2 separate regions of the Gossypium arboreum genome follow, and region 2 is linked to region 1. A link is a contact called in public Hi-C data. All regions are on one chromosome and are shown on one strand. Each heading gives the region's core, a stretch centred on a gene start, on an enhancer-like site or on the middle of the called end of the contact. The rest is flanking DNA. Distances are from core to core; before and after follow the strand shown. Region 1 has its middle 12 kb from the start of LOC128291841. Region 2 holds the start of LOC128291788 (AP2-like ethylene-responsive transcription factor At1g16060).

Region 1 (2,747 bases), core at 172-2,671:
TAACCTAAAAAACAATGGGATTTTCTATGAAATCTTCATCATCAAGATTTTCGTTGGGTTTCTCCGGGGACATTAACATGGAGGGGGACACAAAAATCATGGCATTGATCCAGCTAACTGGCATCGCTGTTATTTTTCTTCTCAACCTCGTGTTTGTTTGCATCAGACGAAGAAACCGTGCCACTGTTACTTCAAATCGTCTTGCTACTATCTCTGGGGAGGCCGAAGTTGATGTAGAACTTCCCGAGATTAATGAATAAGTTTGATGGTAAAACGTTCATTTCTCTTCCCTTTTTAGCTTATGCATCTCACCAGGTATTTCCTTCCGCATGATGCTCCATTGTCCCATATCCCATCACCCGCCGCTGCAAAAAGATTGCTTGATGGGAACTGGGTTTGATCTTCCCCAAAGCACGCCGTAGCTGCATCCCCATCATCATTCAATTAAAATTACGAACAGAAACTAGCACACATTGTGATTTGTGTAGATTTTATTTTTCATGCTTGGGTTGGGTTGATGAGAGCCCTTGAATCTGCCTCAATATTCATCCATTCAAAAACTCATGTGCTCTAACTGAAATTTCAATGAGTTGTTACTGTTTAATAAAAAATTTATTTTTTTCTCAATATCTGCAGATAACTCCCCATCGGGCGGTTGGAGAGTAGCTGTGGTTAGAGGAGTTCTATGGTGTTGAAGGGAATAAAGTTGGGTGGTTCTGCTGTGTTTTTTTTTGGTACGTAATTCGTAACAGGGATTTATGTAAGACTTCGTGCTTCGTTCTATGATGCAATAAATTATTGATTATTATGGTAATTAAGTAAAAACAGTGGAGGGAAGTGGACCAAGTTACGTGTGTGAATCTATTTGAAGCATCCTTTTCCTTTGAAATTTGGGTGCTTAGTGTTAGGAGATTAGTAACATCCAATTTGGGAAGAAACTGATTAATAAAAGAAAATAATGATATACATGTATTAACGTTGAAATTAATTTATCAAATAATTTGTTTATAAATTAATATAAATTTAGTACTCTCAATACCAAATTTTCTTTCTTGAACTTTTTATTTAGTGGTATACGTAGTTAAATTTCTTAAATAGATATATAAAATCTGTATAATCCAATTCGGGAAGAAGCTGATTAAGTAGTAAGCATAGACAAATTACCATATATACTCAGGGATTACCCATATACAAATTAATCCCACTAATTGTAAAATGAATTACCAATGATAAAAATATTATATCTTGAAATTTATTTATAAAAGAGTACTTCCCAAGGAAAAGAACCAACCTGATGGTCTGGATTTTGGAATACATAACTCTTGGGCCTCCTAACTTGTAAAGCCCCGTTTGTAGGGGTCAAAAGACCTGCCAAGATCTGCATGACTCGCAATATAGCCAACTCTTATAATCCAGGCCATATTTTCAAAATTAAAAGAGAACCAACAGTTTATCAAACTCATAATGGCAGCCTACTTTTTCTTATATGACCAATGCTATTTGCCCATTATAAAAGCCATTTTTTCCCCAGATAATTGCACTCCCTAAACATGGCATATATGGTAATCTGACAAACCCAGTGCTGAAAGTTGGCAAATTCATATGGAAATTGAAGTTGAACGATTATCCGCGCCAGTTGAAGCAAGTAGCATTCTCTTTTAGATTATCGGTGCTGATACTGATATAGGGTAAAACATAAATTTTGAGGGTGTACCTTTAAAAAGATAGATTTACCAACGGGAGTCAGAAAAATTCTTTTTAAGGGTTGAAATTAAATTGTATATTTTTACGATAATAAAAATATAATTTCATCATTTTAATAGTCTATATATTTATAATTTTAAAAAGTTAAATGAAATTTTTATTATTTTTAGGGCCTAAATATAATTTGACCATTTAAAATTTTATAAATTATAAAGAATCTAAATTAAAATCTACCATTTAATTGACTGCCTGGATCTCTTAGCCACTGACCACAACCATTAGGTCCAAGAAACATCCACAATTGTCCCGAAGGAATCCAAATTGAACAATCCTTGAGAATTGGCACCATTTTGCCCTGCCTCATAATAACCGAGAAGTTAATATTACAACCCTCGATGGCAACATTTTCAGTTGCATTACATCCCGTATCTCATCTAAATTATTTAATAATATTTCATCAAATTTTATGCTTAAAAATTTAAAACTTTATGAGTTGCTAATAATAAAAAGTTTGATAAAAATCACTAAATAATTGAAACGAGATATGATATGTTATCCCATCTCATACAAATAAATATATAAAAACTTAATGTAATTAAACAAATAAAATGAAAATAAACAAAAACTATAACCTTGAAGGTTCCAATAGCCCATGAAATTTATTGGATTGCACTCATTATTAGCGTGGGGATTTTGAGGCAAATTAAAAGATTAAATTTAAATTTTAGCAATTACAATAATATATTACCATATAAAATGAAGAAAAATGACAAGCTAAATCCAAATTAATATTTCTTTCATCAATTGGGTACTTGAACTTTTAAAATATATCAAAAAGGCACTAAAAGTTTTTCAAAAAAAGAAGTTAAGTCTGACATTTTTTTTTTTTTTTTTTTGCACTCAATTGAGTACTTCAACTGTCAAAATGTATTAAAAAGCCCTTTGACGTTGATTTTAACAGGTTAACTTTTTTAAATATAATTAAAATAGTCAATTTTGTTTACCTTAAGTTATACTTTAGTCACTTATATATAAAATGTTGC
Region 2 (2,747 bases), core at 163-2,662, 140 kb before region 1:
CATCGCATTCGATTTGTTTCCCTATTGTTTAGGGGGTTAAGATCTGTAAATTCAGTCTGTTACCCTACTGCTTAGGGGTTTAAGGCCTGTCGCCTTCGATCTATTTCCCTACTGCTTAGGAGGTTAAAATCTGTAAATTTAGCCTGTTACCCTACTGCTTAGGGGGTTTAAGGCCCATCGTCTTCGATCTGTTTCCCTACTGCTAAGGGGGTTAAGATCTGTAAATTCAGCCTGCTACCCTACTGCTTAGGGGGTTTAAGGGAAGTTTTTTTTTATTCTCTTGCTATATTTATGTATATATATGTATTATTTTTTAAAAATAAAAAGAGGAAGATATATATGCACGTATATGAGTAGATTCAAAAAAAAAAAAAAGAAAGAAAAAAATAAAACACCTTGGTTGATCTGTTTGATTCTCTGTTTCTGCTTTTGTTTGTAATTTTTTTTGTATTCCAAAGAGTCCCCTTTTACAATTTGATTTCTAGGCTTTTATATAGCCATTTTACAAGAGATTTTTTTTATATTATTGCTGTCATTTCAATCTTTATTTTTGCAGGTGTAAGTGGATGGTGGCCACAGTGACGGTGGTAGCAGGTGGCGCAGCAATGGGCAGAGACTAGGGAGCAGAAGTGGCTCTTAGGGTTTCTGTTTTCTCCTCTCTTTTTTTTAATTATTGTGGGTTAGGGTTTAATTAATTTGGGCAAAAATTGGGTTTCTACAATTACATTATGATATAGTCGTGGAAGAAATTTGGGTAAAGTTGAAATAATTATGATTTTGATGTTTTGGGGTTAAAATTCATTGTGTTTTTGTATTTGACCACTTCCCTTGAATAATTTTCATTTTCAAGCAGGGCCCACGACAAGATATGATTGGTTTGGGAGAAGCATTTTGGCAAGTGAATTTATTAAAGAAAAGGAAACATCAGTGTTGTATAGTAGCTGTTGCCAAGCCTGAGCCATGTAATTAATTTTGGGCTTGCTTTTTATTTATTTTCAAAGTATGGGTCTGCGTTTTTGCTTTTGTAAGTTGTGAGGCATGCAAATTGCAAGCGATTCTTATCCTACAAATGAGCTTCAAATCTCCCTAAAAGTTTTCTGTCCCTTTCCATTATAGTTCACTTATAAAGATAATGCTTTACATAAATAGAAATGTCAATTAAAAAATATGATTATTAATGAAGCAGTATGTTTCCATTCTACTGTTGGAATATTTCTCTTTTTTCTTTCTTCTTGTATGAAAAACTTAACATAAAAGTTAGTGTGCAGAAAAGTCAAATAATAAAACATAAGAGTCAAGACTAGACCAAATGTTTCTCCCCTAATTTCCTTTTTTTTTTTGCTTTAATTATTATCTCAGTCAAAAAAATAAAATTAAAAATAAAAATGATGATATTATTTATCTCGGAGACCATAACTTCAAACCGAAGCAATAAGAGAGTAGAGAAAAAACCGCTTCAAGACGGCCGACATATCCTTGTATCAACACTCTCTCTTCCCTTCTATTTCTTTTTTCCCACTCAAACAAAGACCTTAACCTTTGCTTTTTCCTGGATCCTTTGAAATCGTTTCTCATTCTTTTGCCCCTCCCATTCTTAAGGTTTTCAGAGTGAGGATGTGTGTTTGTTACTCTTGACCTCAGCTTTTTCTGTTTTTAGTTTTTTTATGGCGAAGGCGAAAATCTCACATCAAAACCAGAAGAACGGTTCGGATAATGAAAAACCTGCTGCACAACCTACAACCAAACTCAAGCGCACTCGTAAAACTGTTCCCCGTCACTCTCCTCCCCAATGTAGCTCCACGTATCGAGGCGTTACTAGGTAATTATACATACATACATATATTTTATATATAGTTATAAGGGATTGGTGATCTTTCTTGGAGATTTTGTCCATTCAAGATATACGGACAGTCTCAATTCTATTTTATTTTGCTTTTTCTTGGCATTCTGTTTTGATTTCTCGATGGTTTCATTAATAAGGCACCGATGGACAGGGAGATTTGAAGCTCATTTGTGGGATAAGAATTGCTGGAATGAATCGCAGAACAAAAAAGGAAGACAAGGTAATAATACATGGTTTTATCCAACTTACCGGCATAGCTGTCATTTTTCTGCTCAACCTCGTGTTTGTTTGCATCAGACGATGAAACCGTGCCACTGTCGCTTCAAATCATCTCGCTACTATCTCTGGGGAGGCCGAGGTTGATGTAGAGGGAAGTAGACCAAGTCAGGTGTGTGAATCTATTTGAAACTTCTTTTCCCTTTGAAATTTGGGTATCAAATGGTCATTATTAAGTGCCAACCATATAATTTACTCATTATTATAAAAAAAAAAAACTTCTCTCGATTAACAAATCATTTTTCAAGTTAATTCCTAAAATTAATGGGTTTATCTTAAAATTTTTTTTTCTTTTCATTAGTTTTCTTCTAAATATAATATTTTATAACCCTTTTATTGATAAATTTTTTCTAAAGAAAATAGAAAAACCTTAAAAAACACTTTAGATTTACTCTTGTTGTTACCATTATGATATTTCCTTCAAGGTACATAAAATAATCCTCAAAGTTGGTCCTTGAAATAGAAAATAAAATCTAGAGTTAAAAATATAATTTTGAAAAATCCAATTGTTCAATCAATAATTATATAAGAAAACATTATGAACATTTAATTTTTATAGGAAAAATGTAAAAGAATTAATTGATAATGATTTTTAATTTTATAAATTGATTAAGAGATTATCATGTGT

Evidence for each region. Hi-C and Micro-C count contacts between places; a contact is called where the count stands out from the background.
Region 2: a Hi-C map of leaf shows a contact between it and region 1, with 2.3 times the contacts expected there. The contact joins the promoter of LOC128291788 here to the enhancer-like site in region 1. A contact is called at or near these places in 3 of 5 Hi-C or Micro-C datasets (all in leaf).

What each region holds. Positions count from the first base shown.
Region 1 is chr4:5,045,180-5,047,926 of ASM2569848v2, reverse strand. No RefSeq gene overlaps it. Among protein-coding and RNA genes, the nearest start is that of LOC128291841, 12 kb to the left of the region's middle. Within about 2 kb of position 1,421, at least 1 of the 2 cell types and tissues checked has an H3K27ac peak or open chromatin away from gene starts, as enhancers often do. A contact at or near this core is called in leaf, where this site is marked.
Region 2 is chr4:5,181,222-5,183,968 of ASM2569848v2, reverse strand. It overlaps LOC128291788 (AP2-like ethylene-responsive transcription factor At1g16060), which reads left to right and starts at 1,412. Exons shown (of 4, transcript XR_008281679.1): 1 at 1,412-1,819; 2 at 1,981-2,063; 3 at 2,141-2,231.